Regions from separate parts of the Sus scrofa genome. Here region 1 is linked to region 2. A link is a contact called in public HiChIP or PLAC-seq data. All regions are on one chromosome and are shown on one strand. The core of a region is the stretch at or near the end of the contact, and the rest is flanking DNA. Distances in the headings are between cores, read along the strand shown. Region 1 holds the start of EIF2B2 (translation initiation factor eIF-2B subunit beta). Region 2 holds the start of PGF (placenta growth factor).

Region 1 (3,579 bases), core at 383-2,882, 41 kb before region 2:
ACAGACATGACAGAACACAGGGATGTGTGCCCTTCATAGATTTCCCACCGAGCAGACCCTGGGAACACAAGGTCGATGGACTTAATACGAAATGTCACACTTTCTTAAAAGCCCCGATCTTCAGGATCTTCTGCCTCCTAAGGGCTCAGCCTTTTGTCTTGCCGGGCAGTCCTCCTACTCAACCACTTACTCCCCTCACTCCTGCCTCACCCTAACACCAGCCCTTTCTTTGCAACTGACTTTGAAGAGGATGTATTTAGGCAAGAAATGGTCCTAATTGGAAATTCTGAAGTGCTGAGAGTGAATAGAGCTTCCCCCCAAAAGAACTCCTCCTCCAAAAGATGGCCCACCTGAAAGGAAAGCCACAGAAGAAAAACAGGAGAGGAATTTGGAAGCAGCAGCTCAATGCACAAACAGACCCGGCTCGGTCCTCCCCTGGGAACGCTGATTGTAATGAATATCTGCAGTTATCCTGGGTCGCGAAAACAGGGGGATGGAGGTGGCCTGTATGTATGTGTATACGTGTAAAAATTCAAGAGCACGTTTAGTGAAGGAGGGTCTATCAACTGTGGTTTTAGGGGGTTCATTTTCTTTAAAATAAAAATAAAGCTCTTCCCAAATTGAGTCTCTGCTACAGTGGATTTGCAGCCAATAAAGGGTTAGATGGTAAGGAAGTGTATAAAAGGTTATCTCAGTCCTGCCACCAGCTCCAACCCTTCCTAACCAGGATGAGAGCAAACTTCTGAGAATCAGAAGACTGGTTATCTCCCACCTCTGCTGATGAACAGCTTCCGGGGTCTTTTGTTCCCTCATTTGTCTGCAACCTGTCCTGTCCATGTAGGGATCAGGACTCACCCAGTTCCACAAGCAGCTCATTAATTGCCTCAATGATGTTGGACTGGAGTTCAGCATAATGAGAGCGGAAATCCTCGCTCAGGCCCCCGGACGTCAAGAGTTTGTGCAGGGACTCCTGCTGATCTCTTTCGTCGCTGCGTCCATGGAGTCTATGGAGGCAACAAGACCCAAAGAGGAAGGTGGGGAAGAGGTGTGATCGTTTAGGTAACAACAGCTGCTCCGCTCCAACAAAGGCTCCAAGCAAGGAGAGGGGCCCGTGCAAAAAGCGTTACTGGGACCAACCCCAGCCCAGGACGCGGGCCTGACCTGCCATACTCCTCCCGGATGATCCTGAGCACTCTCCGCACCATGTTGCCCACGGTGGTCTCTGAGGGCTGCGCGGCCGTCATCCTCCGGCCTTCTCTGCGGATCAGTTCCATCAGCTCCCCTGCAGTCCAAAGAGAGAGGGTGAACGAGGCAAGCATGTGGTGGGACCAAGGAGACCTTCCGCCGGGGGATCGGGAACAGAAAGGTGCGAGGGAGGCGATGGAGCTAGGTCTGCCTCACCTGCGTTGCTCCAGCGGTAGTCCGTGATGATCCGGCGCAGCAGTCCCAGGGTCTCCCGGGCCATGTCCTCAGAGCTGTGCCGCCCGCTGCCCCGTTTCAGTGCCTCCACGAAACTCTCGATCCTCTCGGACAACTCCGAGCTCTTGGCGGCAGCCCCTGGCATCTCGAAAGCAGCCGCCTTGCCGGCGGAATCCCCACCTGCAAGACCTCCGAACTTGCACTTCCGGGGCAGAAGAGGTCGACTTCCGCTTTGAGGGACTAACTCTGGCGTGGGAGACTGCAGGACCACGCCCCTCGCTGCCACCTCCGCCCACTTCACCTGCCTGAGCCAATCAGAGACTTGGAGCTTGATTTATTCGGTTACAGCCAAGCGTCCGCGCTCTTGGGAGGTTGAAGGAACGGAAGTGGCTTTTCCCGGTTCCTTAGACGCTGAGCAAGGCTGACCCGTGAGGCCTCCCGAGAGGGTAGCTAGTCCCGTTGCTGTGGAAACAGCCAGTCTGTGCGTCCAGCACCACGACCCGAGGCTACTCTGGAAAAGTTGCCGCCCTCTTTTCCGCTCCCTCAGCTCCAGCGACCTCCCAGCCTCCTGACACAGACGCTCAGAGGCGCGTCCAGGGCTCTCTTCCCCTCGGGCAGACGCTCCATTATAATGCTGTTGTATGTATGACATGATACTGGTTCCTTCGCCCCTGTGTCTCTTGAATAGATTCAGCTCCCTGAATCTATTGCCTGTGCATTCCAAACGTCAAGCGCGCCTTATACAAGGCAGTAATTAGGGATGAGGAGATCGAATACCCACCAATAAGAAGATTCAAAGTGGGAGCCAATTTGGGAACAAAAATAATGTCCTTCTGTCTGGACAGACTACAGAGGCTGGAGGGTATAACATAACACCAAGAGCCACTATTTACTAGGTGGCTCTAAAGCTAGTTAGATGTTGGACACTGTGAATTGTCTCATCTAATGCCTCTCTGTGAGGTAGGTCCTCTTATCCTCATTTTACAGGTTAGGAACAGACCCACAGAATTTAAGTGATTAGTAAGAGAATGTGTTCGTATTTAAATCCAGGTGTATCCCAACCTAAAGTCTGTGTATAATGAGAATCGCCAGTTATTTCCTTAAATTCTTAGAAGTAGAATCCTTAGGCACACACATTTCTTTTTTTAATTAATGAATTTTATTACATTTACAGTTGTACAGTGATCATCACAGACACACACATTTCTAAGACGTTTGTTACAGTGACAAATTGCCCTCCCAAAAAATATATCCAGACAAAAATCAGAGAAAGATAGTACAACAAAAGAAAATTACAGACCAATGTCCGTCATGAATGCAGATACAAAGATCTGCAACAAATTATTAGCAAACCAGATCCATCAATACATAAAAGATTGATGTATAATTATCAAGTAGAATTTAAACCTGGAATGCAAAGCTGTTTCAATATTTGAAAATCAATTTGAGAAACTATTAACATTTCTAAAAAGTAAAATCACATGATCATATCAATTGATACAAGAAACATTTGAAAACATTCAACAGAATTTAAAACAAAAACAAACCTCAGAAAACTAGGAATAGAAGGGAAGTTTTTTTAGTATGGTAAGGGCGCCTGTAGAATCCTACTCCTAACATCATACTCTGTGGAGAAAGACTGCTTTCTCTCTCTACGATCAAGGAACAAGGCAAGAATGTTCACTCTCACTGCTCCTATTTAACATTATACTCAAAGTTCTAGCCAGTTCAATGAGGCAAGAAAAAGAAAATTTTAGAACATACAGACTGGAAAGAAAACTGTCCTTATATTCACAGAAAACATCATTGTCTACATTTTAAAAATCCCAAAGATTTGGAGTTCCCGTGGCTCAGTGGAAATGAATCCCACTAGGAACCATGAGGTTTCAGGTTTGACCCCTGGCCTCGATCAGTGGGTTCTGGTTTAAGGATCTGATGTTGCTATGAGCTCTGGTGTAGGTCACAGACGCGGCTCGGATCCTGTGTGGATGTGGCATAGACTGGCAGCTACAGCTCTGATTCAGCCCCTAGCCTGGGAATCTCCAAATGCCGTGGGTTCCGCCCTAATAAGAAAAAAAACAAAACAAAACAAAAAACCAAAGATTCAACAATAGTAACAAACACTAACCTTATTTATAAGTTTATAAGTGAATTTAGCAA
Region 2 (3,633 bases), core at 1,054-3,553:
CCCCAGCACCCTGCCCTGGCCTGGAAGCAAGAGGGAACCTCTCTCTGACCCATGGGCATTTGGAAGTCTGACTGGTCCCCCCTGCCCCCACACCAATTCATCTCACAGCCCAAGAAGCCAGGTTTAGAAGAACATGGTCTCCGGTTTAGTGACAAGAAGACCGAGGTGCGCTTGCAGGAACTCCAGATGCTGCCCAGGCGTGGAGCTCACCCTGGAGAGTAGAAAGGGAACTCCAGCATCCCTAGCCATCAGTACCTCCCCCACCCCCCGCCCCACCCCCATAAACTTCAAGGGAACCTCTACACCACCTGCCAGGTGCCCGGAGCATAGTAGGCCCGAAGCAATACAAGCTGAATGAAAGAGCAAATGAATGAATACAAACACACACACACACACACACACACATACACACACACACGTGCACAGTTCAGCACTCTTATACATGCACAGTTATAGGCAAAGGTGCCCAGCAGAGGTGCTCAAAGCACTGAGTCATAGACAAGCATATGCAATACAGATCCCTAAATACACACACGCATGCACAAAACACACCCATGCCCACATTCACAAATCCAAATCCAAAAGAAAGACACACCAAAACACTTGCATATGTATATGCAGATATTGCGGGCAAGCATCCCTGGTCCAGATATGCACAAACACACACCTACTCACCCCCATACACGTGCACAGTGATGCCCAGATATCCTCCACCAAGACCTTGGGCCCAGGAAGGAATCTGTCTGTTCCCTGAGCCCTAGCATGCTGGAGCTTGTCAGAAAGTTCTTTGTACCCCCACTTAGCTGGCTGGTGACTGGCTCCGGGCTGCTGGACCTCCGGGCTTGGGGCCCGCCAGGCAGGAGGCAGTGCCTCCGGCAGCCCAGCAGCCCCGCGTGGGTGGGCGGGCAGGCAGCAGACTCAGAGGTCACTGGGGTGAGAGCCGGGGCTGCCCTGGCCTCCGTTTTCCTGGCTGGAATGTGAGCTGTAGGGACTGCCTCTCAGGCCTCCCTCCTCTCCCAGAGCCACCCACCAGCCCCAGGCCCAGGCCAACCCATGACCCGGAATCCTGCCAGGTTCTTGTAGCCAGAAAACTGTGGCGAGGGGGTGGTGATGGGGATGAATGACGCTCCAGGATCATGGAAGGCACACACGAATACACGGAGAGATGTGCAGGCACACACAGAAGCCGGCTGAGCTACTCACACACAAAGACACACACAAAGGCACAGGCAGGCATACAAACTCACCGGCCCACCGAAATGCACATTCAGACACACTTCCAAACACAGCAGAAAAAAGCGGACACATACATATGTAATCACACAGGCATACAGAGATACCAAGACCCTCACACAGGCGACATTTGCACACACAGCAGAGGCACACAGACACTCAGACAACACAGAGGCGGACAGCACGCATGGATCGCCACGGCTACACATCAATGCCCTCACACATGCACAGAGACGCGCGTTCGCGCACCCAGACCCCTGTCGGCAGACCCCGCAGCCTTGGAGCACTTCCTCCTCCTCCTGGGACCAGGAGGAAATGCTGCTCTAGGCCACACTCCAACCCACATGTGGCAGGCTTGCAGGCAGGGCCTGGGAAACTGGCTTCCCACAAGAGGAAATGGTGCCGAAGCCTCCGCCAGGTGCCCGCAGCTGGGCTGCGGGCGGTCCAAGTGCACGGCTAGGAGGATGGTGGATGGGCTGAAGAGACAGCCACATGCCTTGGGTTTTGTCTCCATTAGTCACACACACGTGCGCACACACACACACACACTTTTCAAGAGTACACATAAATGTGCACCAGGCAGAGGCCCTCTCAGAACGTCAGTTTCTTCATCTGTAAAATAGGGTTTCTAATTCTTTCGCCCTTGAGGATTATGGGGATGGCATAAGGTGGCACGGGAAGGGCCAGACCAAATCGCTGCTGCCCTGGGGAGGCTGGGTCTGCAGTCTCCGCAGAATCCGCTAACGTCAGGAGCCCTGTTGGCAGGCGTGGGCTCCACACCTGGCTGCCCCCCATGCAAGGTGGCCGGCCTGGAAGCGCGGGAGCGGAGCCGCGGAGCCCTCTCCGCGGCCCGCACTGGGTGCTGCCCGGGTCAGCCGGCGCCCCGGGCAGCAGGCTCCGGCAGCCAGGAGGTCCGCGTCGGGAGCGCCCCTTCCACGCACTGCGGGCCGGCCGCGCTCAGGTTCTCCCCGCCCGGCGGCAGCCCGCAGGCTCCGCTCGGCGCTCCGTTCGGCGGCTCCCAGGGACTTGGGTCTGGGCGGTGGGCGGGGCGGGCCTGCAGCCCCGCCCCATTCGCGGCCCCTGAAACCCAGCCGCCGACAAGCTTCAGTCCCAGAAGGGAGCTGCTGTCTGAGGAGGAAACTGCATCTTCGCGGGCCAGCTACGAGAGGATCTGGGGTCGCGCTGGGCGCCCGACGGACCCTCCCCAGGGACTCGCCTGCCCCACACCGCCCGGCCTTGCCCGGCGCTCCGCGTCAGGTTCCCCAGCCGCAGCCTTACCTACGGGCTCCAGAATCCTCAGGGCTTCCAGAGGATGCTCAGCCCACCGACGGGGACCTCGGGGCAGCAGTGAGGGGGCACCCAGCCCCCCATTCAGCTCCTGTCCTCTTGGGCCGGGGGCCTCCCCGGGGGGAAGAGCATGGTGGTTTTCCCTTGGAGCCCCCTGGCTTGGTACGTCTGAGCAGATGCCTGCCATGAGGCTCTTCACTTGCTTCCTGCAGCTTCTGGCTGGGCTGGCACTGCCGGCTGTGCCCCCCCAGGTAAGACCCCCATCCCCAGCCTGGCTTCCCTGATCTTCCCACTCCCAGTACTGGGAACAGGGGACTCTGAAATCGCAGACCCTCTCCCGGGAGCGGCACCTCCAGGGATGTCCATACCCTTCCTAGGAGCCAGGCTGGACCGTGTCCCCTGGGAAGAGACCTCAGGCTGCGCTGTCTCAGACTCCAGCTTTGGGGTCTGTCTTGGCGGGGGCAGGGAAGCCACAGGGAAGGGAGGGAGGTTTCCTGTCTGGCCCCTGGAGCCCTGGTGGCTTTGCTAAAAGCATCTCTCCACTAATCCCAGGCGGGTCCCTGGCCTTGTGGTCAGGGTCGAGGCCCCATGACCAGGCAGGCGCCCCCAGGACCTCTGACCTGGCCTGATGGAGAGGAAGCTGACTGAAGAGGCCAGTGGTGGGAAAGCTGGGCCCTGCCCCACCAGGGCTCTGGGTTGAGCCCAGGACTCCTGGGTGGGCTGGGGGCGAGACAAGGGTCCCACTGTGCCCTCTTTCCCGGGTGGGCAGCCGGAGGTCCTGAGTGCAGGGCCTGGGGAAGTGAGCAGGGCCCTTTTCCCAGGAGCTGGGTGAGTCTGGCCATGAGCCAGCTTGGGCAGTGAAATCCTGACAAAGCCAATGAGCTCCCTTCCCACTGTGATGTCCTGCTGCCCTGGGAGTCCCCAGCCCCAGCCCAGAAGTGGGTGGGCCGGGCTGTCCCTCGGGGGCGGAAGAGCCCTACCACCGCCTCCCGCCTGCCTGCTGCAGGGCTGGTCAGAGGTGTAACTTTACCGGCACACTGGCTCATGGCGCCACCGGCTCCAGCGCCTCGGCTCCCACCAGCTGATCACCGCCCCCTGGGCTCTGGCACCCAG

Evidence for each region. HiChIP or PLAC-seq counts read pairs in DNA pulled down with a chosen protein or histone mark.
Region 1: a contact with region 2 is called in an H3K27ac HiChIP or PLAC-seq map of skeletal muscle. The contact joins the promoter of EIF2B2 here to the promoter of PGF in region 2. A contact is called at or near these places in 9 of 47 Hi-C or Micro-C datasets (embryonic fibroblasts, epiblast stem cells, fetal skeletal muscle and 4 more) and 1 of 2 datasets of contacts at active chromatin or transcription factors (skeletal muscle).

What each region holds. Positions count from the first base shown.
Region 1 is chr7:98,201,905-98,205,483 of Sscrofa11.1, reverse strand. It overlaps EIF2B2 (translation initiation factor eIF-2B subunit beta), which reads right to left and starts at 1,632. Exons shown (of 8, transcript XM_021099531.1): 1 at 1,402-1,632; 2 at 1,162-1,282; 3 at 856-1,004. The coding sequence starts at 1,564.
Region 2 is chr7:98,161,454-98,165,086 of Sscrofa11.1, reverse strand. PGF (placenta growth factor) reads left to right here and starts at 2,303. Exons shown (of 6, transcript XM_003356751.4): 1 at 2,303-2,771. The coding sequence starts at 2,697.